Regions from separate parts of the Gossypium arboreum genome. Here region 2 is linked to region 1. Evidence: chromatin contacts called from public Hi-C data. All regions are on one chromosome and are shown on one strand. The core of a region is the stretch at or near the end of the contact, and the rest is flanking DNA. Distances in the headings are between cores, read along the strand shown. Region 1 holds the start of LOC108487148. Region 2 holds the start of LOC108489302.

What was found. A called contact is a pair of places that touch in the nucleus more often than the background predicts.
Region 2: a contact with region 1 is called in a Hi-C map of leaf, with 4 times the contacts expected there. The contact joins the promoter of LOC108489302 here to the promoter of LOC108487148 in region 1. A contact is called at or near these places in 4 of 5 Hi-C or Micro-C datasets (all in leaf).

What each region holds. Positions count from the first base shown.
Region 1 is chr10:45,217,626-45,223,514 of ASM2569848v2, forward strand. It overlaps LOC108487148, which reads left to right and starts at 2,245. Exons shown (of 6, transcript XM_017791406.2): 1 at 2,245-3,124; 2 at 3,510-3,950; 3 at 4,060-4,573; 4 at 5,004-5,889. The coding sequence starts at 2,593.
Region 2 is chr10:45,362,102-45,367,990 of ASM2569848v2, forward strand. LOC108489302 reads left to right here and starts at 2,874. Exons shown (of 4, transcript XM_017793746.2): 1 at 2,874-3,379; 2 at 3,715-4,636. The coding sequence starts at 4,559.

The sequences.
Region 1 (5,889 bases), core at 995-3,494:
TGATGTGAAATTTCATATGTGGAATATTTTTAATGAGATGTGATTTATTGCTTAGATAGCCCAATAAAATAATTACACGTGGAAAATAATAAAATAAATAAATAAATCATGAAGTTAAGAAAATAACTCTTAATTTAAATAAAATAAACGTAATTATCTAAAGGGGTTTCAAAATGAATGCACACATTCAATATTTTCGATTTGATTTTTAATTTTCTTTTGAAATCTCTCAATAAACAAGTGCACGCATTCATTTTGAATTTTTTAAATAATTACTTTTTTTCTTTAAATTAAGAGTTATTTTTAATTTCATGTATGATTTATTTATTTTATTAATTTTCACATATAATTATCTTATTGAGTTAATTAAGTAATATATTACATCTCATTAAAAATATTCCATATTTAATTTTTTGGTGAAATAAATAATTAGAATTCTAAATTCTTGTCGGATTAAATGAAAGTTAAAATCTCCTTCAAGGGAGAATTAAAACTTGCAACTCTTCTTTATTGACCAGAGCCAACTTCGTTAAATAGTCAGCAACCTGATTTTGTTCTCTGAGAAAATAGCACAAAAGCTACTGACCTTCTTGGGATAAGATGCGTTTTATCTGTCAAATCTATTAAAAAAACAATTTGAAAAAAAAGGTTTATGGTAAAAAAAAAAAAGCTCAAAAATACAATTAGAACCATTTTGATAAAACATGTAAACATTAGTGACTAAATTTGTCATTAAACTTAATTTAAACTATTCAATTTAATCAATAAGCAATATCTTATTATTTATACTATTTTATTATTTTATTTTCATCAATTGTGTAAAGATTATTAAAAGATTTAATATTCAAAATTTATATTAAATTATTTTATATTTAGATTGTTTTCTTATTCTAGCTTTTCGCTTAACATTATCATGTAGAAAAATCAAAACATCGAGTGGCATTCTATAGTTTTCATATATAAAAAAAATTACATTATGTTTTAATAAATAATTATATATTTCATATATAAAACTTTATAAATAATATAGTTTTATAATATAACCTAAATATTATATTTATATTATTTATAAATAGTGAAGAGTTTAATTTATAGTATATTAATTTTTATTAGCACTATATTTGAATTATTAAAATAATTGATATAAGTTAATTAGTTAATTAGTTATTATTTCGAGCAATGCTGCTTATTTTACTTTTAAGAAGTAAAATTATATCATATATTGAATATATTAATCATGTATTAATTATGATTTGGTTTTTATTATAATAATATTTGACTTGTTAAATAAGTTAATATATTTCAATTATATTTAATCATTCGAATAATGAATATTAATTTACACTAATTCTAGAAATTAAATAAAATATAAAAATTAATTAAAAATTAAACACGTAAAATTAAAATTAATAACTTTTTAAAAGGGACTTTAGATATTTTCTTAACTGATTTGGGAAATGACTAGAAAACATTATTTATACAAGTAAATTATATAATTATGATAATACTTTTATAAAGATATTAAAATCAATAAAATACAATGTATAGTGAGAGTTGAACTTAGAACATCTTTAATCTTTAATCTTAAAACATATAGTGAGACTTGAACTTGGAACATTATATAGTGTGACTTGATCATAGGCTGGATTACTCGCTCGAAAAGTGAGTAAAAATATAGGTTCAAAAAATAGACTTGAATAAAAAATAAGGCCTATTTTCTAAATGGGGCAAGCCTCAAGTAAGATTTTTGGTCTAGACCTGACTCGGCCCGACTCGAGTTTGCTTAATTTTTTTCTACTTTTGTTTTACTGTCATTTTGTTATTATTTTGCTGTTATTTTGCTATTATACTGCTATTATTTTGTTGTTATTATTTAGATATTTTATAATTATTGTTTTATTATTAATTTTGTTACTATTTTAAATGTATTTACTTGCAAGTTGTAACTATCTTAACATTATTTAATGTTTTTAGTGTATTTAATGTATTATATATTTTAAATTTATTTTATATATAAAATAATATAGAAAAAATTAATACAAATAGATTGAGCTCGGATTTAACATTTTTTATCTTGATCGAATTTGAATAAAATGTTAAGTATATTTTTTGAGTTGAATCCAAACCCAGTAAATGAATCTAAAGTTTGGCATACTTGGCCTGTACTCGGCCCGACACGGCCCAGTTCCAATTCTGATACAAACAAAATTACCCGGTAAGGCGTTTCCATTTTTTGTTTTTCCTTTTTAAGAAAATTCTTTCCATTTCCTGGTAACCAAACAAAGTCTAACGGACCCCAGAAGTTATGAACAGTCAAATCGAAAAAGCGTCATATCAAACCTACTTTTCCTTTTTCTAAAAAAAAATTATTTAGCTTTGATTTTGAGGTTTTGCGTGGGCTAATTGGTTAGTTTTTGTTTCATTTGCATTAGTAAATTGGGACTTTAATAGTATTCTAGTTCTGAAATTTCAGCTAGGTTTACCGGCGCACATTGGATGGATTTTTTCCTCAAATATCGTTGTTTTATTTGTTGTTGACATTTGCATTATTGCTTATTTGATTGTTCTAGCAATTTAGGTGTTTTTAAATTGATGGCGGATAGAAACACGACCGCTTCAAAGCCTATATGGATGAAACAAGCCGAGGAAGCCAAGCAAAAAACTGAGGCTGAAAAAGCTGCTGCTGCTAAAGCAGCTTTCGAAGCCACATTCAAGGATGTTGATAAGAACCGTAACAAGGATGTGGTGGCTGCTTCATCGGATAGTGAATCCGAGGACACCGGTGACTTGGTGAACAAGCCAATTGGTCCCGTGGATCCCGTTAAATGCATGGCCGCGGGGCCAGGAATAGCGGGTGGCACTGCCTGTGCTGCCTCCACGTTTATGGTGGTAACGAGAGATGCAGATGAAAGGAAAGTACAGAGTGGGGGTGCGCAGATTAAGGTGAGGGTTTCGCCAGGTGTGGGTATTGGGGGCTCAGAACAGTATGGCATTGTGAAGGATATGGGAGATGGGACTTACTCTGTAACTTATGTGGTGCCTAAGAGAGGGAACTATATGGTAAACATTGAATGCAATGGGAAACCCATCATGGGTAGCCCATTCCCGGTGTTCTTCAGTGCAGGTAACATCGTTAAAACTATGTTTATTCGGTTTTAACTGCATGTTTAGCTGTCACTTGCCATGCATGACTTTGCATGTTTCTTGTCCCTATTTGATTGTCTATATAATACGTGGATCTTTTAATATTCAAATCTTTAGAGTAATTTTTGCTTCTAATATGAAATGCAGTCTTTTGTATATTATTTTTGTTGTTCTAGGTGAAGAAGGCTCACGATTAGGAATTTGAAAAGTTCCCAATGATATTCACCTTCTCATTACTTTGCACTCACTGGCCATATAAAATTGTTGTTGAGTCTTTGTTCTTACTTTTGGCTTCACTTTTAAGCGTGGTTCTTGGTTGCAGTCTGTAGTGCTCAGGGCATAGATGTTGAATTTTTGTTATGCAGGTAAGTCTACCGGAGGACTACTAGGGGTGGCTCCTGCATCCACATATCCAAATCTAGTAAACCAAACCATGCCCAACATGCCAAATTATACAGGTTCTGTTTCTGGAGCTTTCCCTGGCTTGTTGGGAATGATCCCAGGCATTATTTCTGGTGCTTCAGGTGGTGCTATATTGCCTGGAATGGGGGCATCTCTTGGTGAAGTTTGTCGAGAATACCTCAATGGCCGTTGTGCTAAAACTGATTGCAAATTGAACCATCCTCCTCACAATTTGCTGATGACTGCTTTGGCTGCAACAACCAGCATGGGAACTCTTAGTCAGGTACCTATGGCACCTTCAGCGGCTGCAATGGCTGCAGCTCAGACTATTGTTGCTGCTCAGGCCCTTCAAGCTCATTCAGCTCAGGTTCAAGCACAAGCTCAGTCAATTAAGGATTCATCTGGTACTTTTTACTCTATCGTATTTTGAACTGTCTGTTTCTTTGTTAATTTATTTCCCAAGTTCTATTTATTTTGTTGGGCTCAAGCTAACGGTTGTCTGCTGCATGTCAGATTCTCCTGACAAAGCTGGGAAGGCTGATGCATTGAAGAAAACCCTACAAGTTAGCAATCTTAGCCCACTTCTCACAGCTGAGCAGTTGAAACAGCTTTTTAGCTTCTGTGGTTCTGTTGTCGAGTGTACAATCACTGATTCAAAACATTTTGCTTATATAGAATACTCAAAACCTGAGGAAGCAATGGCTGCTTTGGCATTAAACAATATGGATATTGGTGGTCGACCATTAAATGTGGAGATGGCTAAAACGCTTCCTCAGAAACCAGCTATTTCATCATTGACATCATCGTCTCTGCCTATGATGATGCAGCAAGCTGTTGCCATGCAACAGATGCAATTCCAACAGGCTTTGCTTATGCAACAAACCTTGACTGCTCAGCAGGCAGCTAATCGAGCTGCAAGCATGAAGTCTGCAACAGAGTTAGCTGCAGCAAGAGCTGCCGAAATAAGTAAGAAGCTAAAAGCTGATGGACTTGTTAATGAAGAGAAGGAAATCAAGAGTGAATCTAGGTATGTGTCCTCATCAGGACAAATGTACTTCCTTACATACATGTTTTGTTAAGTAAGGCTTACTTTTTGGTTAGGTCCGTATGCTTCAATATTGTTAAAGAATGAAGTTACTTATTGAGCTACATAAGGAATGCAAGCAGAGTTCCGCTATTTGTTATGATAAGTAGAACCCCTATGTTTGCTCCTTTAGTTTATTGTGGTATGATAGACTGCAGCAGCAGCACTTTTTTCAACAAATAATGTTTATGATTCACTATTTAATTAGGAGCAGAACAGTAGAAGAGGTATCTATTTGTAATGATTCTCTTTTTGTTGTCAGATCTTTGATTATGTCTTTCCAGAAGATGCTTTTACTTATAGGAACCAAAGGAGATCACTGTTTTTCCCTTTTTTGTCTCTATGTTAAAGGCTTCTAAATCATTACTTACAGGTCACCATCTACTTCCCGTGCAAGGTCAAGATCAAGATCCAAATCAAAGTCACCCCTTAGTTATCGAAGACAGTCAAGGTCAAAGTCTAGATCACCAATCAGTTATAGGCGAAGGTCAAGGTCCATGTCAAGATCACCAATCAGCTATAGGCAAAGGAGGAGGTCTTGCTCTTATTCACCTCCACCTCGTTTCCGGCGAGACTGTAGGTCCAGATCACCTGAGCGGTCTCATCATTGTTCAAGGTATGATAGTGAAAGACTGTCATATAGAGGTCGAAATGACAATGATAGGAGTAGGAGAAGAGATCTGGACAGATCACATGATCCTTGTTCTTATATTTTGAGGAGAAATAGGAGTAGGACTATGAGTATGAGTCCTCAAACAAGAAAATCACTTGCTGTAGATTCAGACTCCCCAAAACATAGCCAAGAAAGTTCACCAAAGGTGAGGAGATCATCCCGTCCTGGTTCGAGATCACCAAGGCATCGTAGAAGAAGGTCATCTCCAAAGGATGATGAAAGAAAATCAAAATGCAGAAAGCGCTCTAGGTCAAAATCTGTCGATTCTGATAACAAAAAGGATAAAAAATCAAAGCACCACAGCAGAAGGCGCTCCAGGTCATTATCTTCAGAGGGTAAGCATCGAAGAAGAAGCAGGTCTTCTGCAAGTTCGGGTGATAACAAATCAAAACACAGACGGCAGACCTTGTCAGCTTCTCCGGAATGCAAGGTTCGCCCCCACGGTAAAATTGATGAAACAATAAATGATGAGTTGAAACATAGTCATAGAAGGCGATCTCGGTCTATATCTACTGAAGGTAGGCAGTATGCCAAAGAGAGGAGTGGTAGAAGTAGAGATAAGAAGTCTAAACATCGGGATAGATGG
Region 2 (5,889 bases), core at 1,624-4,123, 150 kb after region 1:
CACATACAAAAATTTTAATTATTTTGATTTTTTAAATAAAAAATTAAAATATCCACGAAAAATATAATTTATTTTATTTATTAAAGGATGTTTTATAATTTTTCTAATTGAGTTAATATCTTATTGATTCGTGATACTAAATTAATCAAAACTTTGATTAATAGTATAAATATTTTGTTAATATTCTAAAGAAAATATCACCTACATTTATGTGTGCCACAACTTAATAGCGCATTAATCCTTCATATTTCAACTTATTAATATTAGTAATTTCATTTAACCTACATTAATATAACAAAATATTAATTGATGGATATAATATTTCAAAACAGTATGATAAAAAATTGTAATTGTGTTAGTAAATATTATTCAAATAAAATAGTAGTAAAAATATCAAATATGCAATAATAATAGCATTTAGACATATAAAATGATGACTGAATTATGTGATTTTTATTTTTTTGATAAATTACATCCATGATCATTTTAAAATTGGGTATGTTTTATTTTGGTCATTTTAAATAAAATAATTGTGTAACAACTTAGTCACTTTTGTTAAAATTTTCTTTTTCTTTTAACGAATTGTTGACGTGGTACATTAGTCTATTGAGTGACTAACATGTGACATTTTTTATTGACTTTTAACTAAAGTTTATGGACCTCTCTATAAAGTTTAGAGGGAAAAAAGTTTTGGGTTAATTATAGGGAAGTCCCTAAACTTTAGTCAAAAGTCAATAAAAAATGTCACGTGACAATCACTCAATGTGCCAATATGCCACATTAGCAATCTGTTAAAAGAAAATAGAAATTTAACAACAATGATTAATTCTCATTGTTATTTTATTTAGAGTGATTAAATTGAAAAAAAAATTAAAGTGACTAAAATAAGATAGATTCTATTTTAGAATGATTACAAGTGTAGTTTACAATTATTATTTTTTATATAAACTATACAACAAAATATATGTTGATTCAAACCACCTATTCTTCATAAATCATTTGAGAAAACTTCGCCCTCACTAAAAGAGATTTTCCAAGATAATTACTCAAGCAAAGAGGCTCTTCCAAATCCTAAAAAAATATTTTTAAGGCTCATGTTAAATTAGTAAGATCCTTTGATTCCAACACCAACTTATTAGGTTAGAATATAATCATTTTATCATATTTAATTACACATTATTTAAGGTCTTCATGAATCTTTATTTAATACGTATTCATTTGACGAGGCTCTGATTAAACTTCAACTCGTTTATATAAACTTCCTCCATCAATAACAAGAAAAGTTTCAAAAGATCACATCCCTAATCTCCCCATTTATATATTAACAATGACTCTCAACTATAATATGAACTATCTTTTATCTCAATTGAATTTCATATCAACAATATAATATTTCATTAACGTAATAATTATTTAAATATTATTAAAAATTCTTTAAATATGTAATTAATTTTTTAAGTCAATAATATTTAAGTGAATTGAAAAATATATTGCAAAGTAATGACATTATGTAAAACATTATTTTAATTTATTCACTTGATGAGATTATTGTTATTAGATTATAACATATACACTATGTAAGTGAATAATATTTATATAATAAATACTTATTAAAATTTAATGTAACAAATAAATAGAGTATAGGTTGAAATGATAAAGTTAATATATTAAAATTGTGTTTTAAGTATAAATCAAACATGTTGTATATTTTTTAGATTTTACCTAAAATATAAAATGATAGATATATCCTCATAGTATATATATTTTTTAATTTTACAAATAGATCTGGATTCAATTGATGAGTGCCATTAACTAAAAATTATTATTGTTGAGATTAATTAAATCATAAATTATAATTGATATCAAAATTTTACTTTTTAAAACAAAAAAATGACTTTAAATTTTAAGTGCAAAAGTTACACTTTTATGAATTTCATATGATGATTTGATAGTTAAGAATATTCACTACCCTAAATGTGACTTAGGTTTGAGTCGTGTTAATTGCGTGATTATTTAAATTTTACCTTATTATTGTAATTTACTAAAAAATATTGTAATTTACCAAAAAAATATCTTTTATGTAGATTTAGAGGCATGTATAATTTCTTCTTATAATTTTAATATACTGATGGATATTGTATTAACAGTAAAATAGTAATTTAAAAGAAAGTTAATGATTACTGAAACCATCCACTCTACATTCCACCTCCATTAAAAAAAAAAAAGTGACTAGACTTAGTATTACAATCTCCAATCCAAATTTAGATTCAACAATATTATCCTCAAATATTCCAATTTAACAAGTAAATAAGTTAGACATAAAAATAAAATCAAATAACCAAATTCGAACCCATTATTTATAATAATAAAAGATTCAAGAAATAAATTCAAACATAAAAATAAAATGAATATATTCCAAATTCACTGCTTAAAATATCTAAATTAATAATAATAAAAAACGCAAATCCAAAATGAATAAATCTCATTTGCAGTATCTACTATCATTGATGGTGAGATGAAATCTTTCCCATAAAAGAGTACACCATATTACGTACAAAACACAGGTTTTTTTTTAAATTTTACATCTTATATTTATTTTATAATTTATGATTAGAAAGTGATAATATATAATTTGTTTCTTAAATTTATTTATTTGTAATGCTTAATTTTTTGAATTTAATTGATCATTAAATTTATATTGCATCAATCAAGTTAATACCTTTATACTATAAAAATCTCTTAAAACTTCACGTGATAAACATAAATATAATTTTTATTTTAAAAAAATTATATTTATCATCATACTCAATCAATACAAACTAAACGGTAGTATTCTAAGCGAGTGTAATCTAATGTAATCTTTAACTTGTAAGCGTCTAACAATCGATTTGGGCCTTTTATCGGCCTCTAACTCTATATATTTTCCTTTTCCTATCTTTTTCTTTTCTCTTTTTTTTCCCCTTCCCTTACCTTCCCTTCTCTTCTCTTCTCTTTGTTTGGTTTTTAATTTTCTTTTCTCATTTTATGTATATATATTTTCTCTCTCTCTCGCGTGTAACTTCCGAACGAAATCATAGTAAGGGCCTTGTTGTTGCAAAACAAGCTTTTCTCATTCTCTCTCTTTTGGTCTTTCCATCCATATCTTTCTTAAATATACCCAGACCCCTTCAAAAAACCTAAAACAATATTAATCATATGACTGCAAAACAAGATTGAAACTGATATAAAACTTTGCTTACTTCTTCTTTCTATCTATCTATTTCCTTTTAACTCTATATTTCTATAATCTAATCTTTTATTAATCTGACAAACAAACAAACAAACCAACAAGGATCTATTTATTCTTCCTTTCTACAATGCCCACTTTGTTGCGGGCAAGGTAATTATTAATCTTCCCATTTATCTTCAGTATTTCAATGTTGTTTTTGTTTTTCAAAAGTTGGTTTTTCTCTCCTTTTCTGAAAAAAAAACAAACAAAACAGAATTTACGTTTTGAATCAAATCTTTCCTTTTCGCTTTTTGATCGATACCCATTTACCCTAAGGTTCTCGGAGCAAAAGTGTTTCCTTTTTTATAAATTTTCTTGTTTTTTCGAGATTTCTTTTTGTTTAATCGTTGTTGGATAAAATTTGGGTTTCCATGATTTTTGCTTCTTAATGGGTACTTAATTTTTTACTCAGTAGAAGTTTTTGTTTCATGGGTTTTCTTTTTTAGGGTTTTCATGCGGATCAACAGATTGGGGAAATTTCCTAAATTGGGAACTGATTAGGGTTCCGATCAGAGTAGAAATGGGCTCAAGCTCCAGTATTTGGGTTGTCGGATTGAAGAGTTATTTGCCTCAAACTTTGGTTTTTGAACAGATTGCTTAAGAAAAATGGTGATTGCTAGGCTTTTGGGCATGGAAGAAGATTGCTTTCTTATGGAATTGTGTATACAGTGATTAGACAAGCTTGAATATTTTTACCTGTTTTAGACAAAAGTGTGTTAGGGTTTTCAGTATTTTTATGTGTTTGATCACAATTGGGGGATGGTTTTGGTATTGGATTATTATTGGAAGGAGGAGGTGATGATTCCTTATTATCCGGGAAGACACCATAGAAGGTCAGATTGTACTGGACCATTTTTGTTTCTAAGAAAACCGTTTGGTTTAACATAACTTTGGAGCTAGAATTCTTGATCAAAAGAGCATTTCTTGAAGTTAGCTTTCTATTTCGGGCATTGTTGAAGTAGCTTAGTGTAAGATTATTGTAGGGTTTAGTAAGTGATCCTGGACTTGCAGTGGCATTTTTTGCAGTTGAAGTGATTTCTTTAGTGGTTGGTAGTTGACTTGGGGTTACCTTTGAGGTTAGAGTGATTAAGGGGCGTGGTGGGTTTTAGGAACTTTTTGAGCTGTTAAGAGTGATAGGACTCATGGAGGAACATTGAAGCTGGAAATGTGTGCAGGGATACGGAGCATAGTTTCTGGTTGTTCCCTTTCTGGAACATTGCTTCTGGAAGATAATTCAAGTGCTTTGGCTTTCGGAAGGCATCCGTGTATTGGTTTCTGAACTTCTGTGAAATGTCGCGTTGCTTTCCCTTCCCACCACCAGGATATGAAAAGAAGGCTAGGACCGATGATGCAGACTTTCTAAAAAAGGTTAACACCGTTTACTTATGTTCTGTAACATTTTGCTTGACTCAAACTATACTTTATGTATTCATAATATTTTGTGATTGCTTTTATTGAGGATTCAAGAAAAATGCCATGGCTTGCTTAATGAAGCACTTATGTGATTTAGTGGTTAAGACTGGTAGCTTGTATATTCTGAAAGATAAGATCTTAATAATCTAGGAATGAATAGCAGAACGGGAGCTTATTTGAAGCGATAGAACAGTGCTTCTGGTGCCTAATTTAGGTACTCACCATTAAGCACTATTTGTGATGTTTATGAGTGAATGAACCCTTTTCATAGCTTTATTTTCAGTTATTGTTATGGTGTTGGAATCTGACTTAGGATTTTGGAATTTTGCATCACTTAAGGATATTGCATCACTAGGTGGTTCCTTCTTAATCTACTGTGCACAAAACTCCAACGGATGATGTTGGACTTGTTCTAGGAATCATATGTGAAGGAAGGTTCATGTTTGTTCCTGAAGATTACTTTTTTTTTCAACAATTATTCTTTCTTAATTTGTTACCTTTTCCCTCTGTTATTACATATGTTATATTCTTGTTCCACCCTGTAATAAGTGACAGAGTTTTGTGTAGACACAGGCTGGTCCTATTGGCTTGGGTTTTAAATTACTAATTTGTTAAGAATGGATTACTTATTTTGATGCCTGTTTTACAATATCTTGAAGAAGCAGTTTGTTCCCAAGTTTTGACTTTGTTAATATCTGTTAGAATATTGGGATAACCCGTGTGTGTTTGGACTAAATATATTTTTTTTGCATAAGAAACTTGGCTATGACAAATTAATGTGGCACCAATGGAGTTGAGAAATATGGCCTGTTCAGATCAAGTGATTTGAACTGGAAGATATAGAGTTAGTTTTTTGCAGCTTTTGCTAGTCAGATTGAGAGTGAACTAATTAGCTCATTTAAGTGTATGAAATTGAAGGAAGTGCTTTAAATAAGCCAGAAGAAACAAGTTGTATTTCTTGTTTCAATATGATGTAGTATTTAGTTCCATCTGTTTGAAACTTCATTAGGTAGGTTATGTCTTCTGTCTAAGACACTTGGATGTCCAAAAGTCACTGGCTATGCAGTTTTAATAATTAATCCAAGAGCTTTCTGGTTGAGTGTTGAATGCTAGTTAAAGGTACAGATTTTTGCTTAATTTGACTTAATTTAAGAACAAGGAGATCAAAGGGCTCTGACTTTCTTTTACTCACATTCAACGAGTTATTC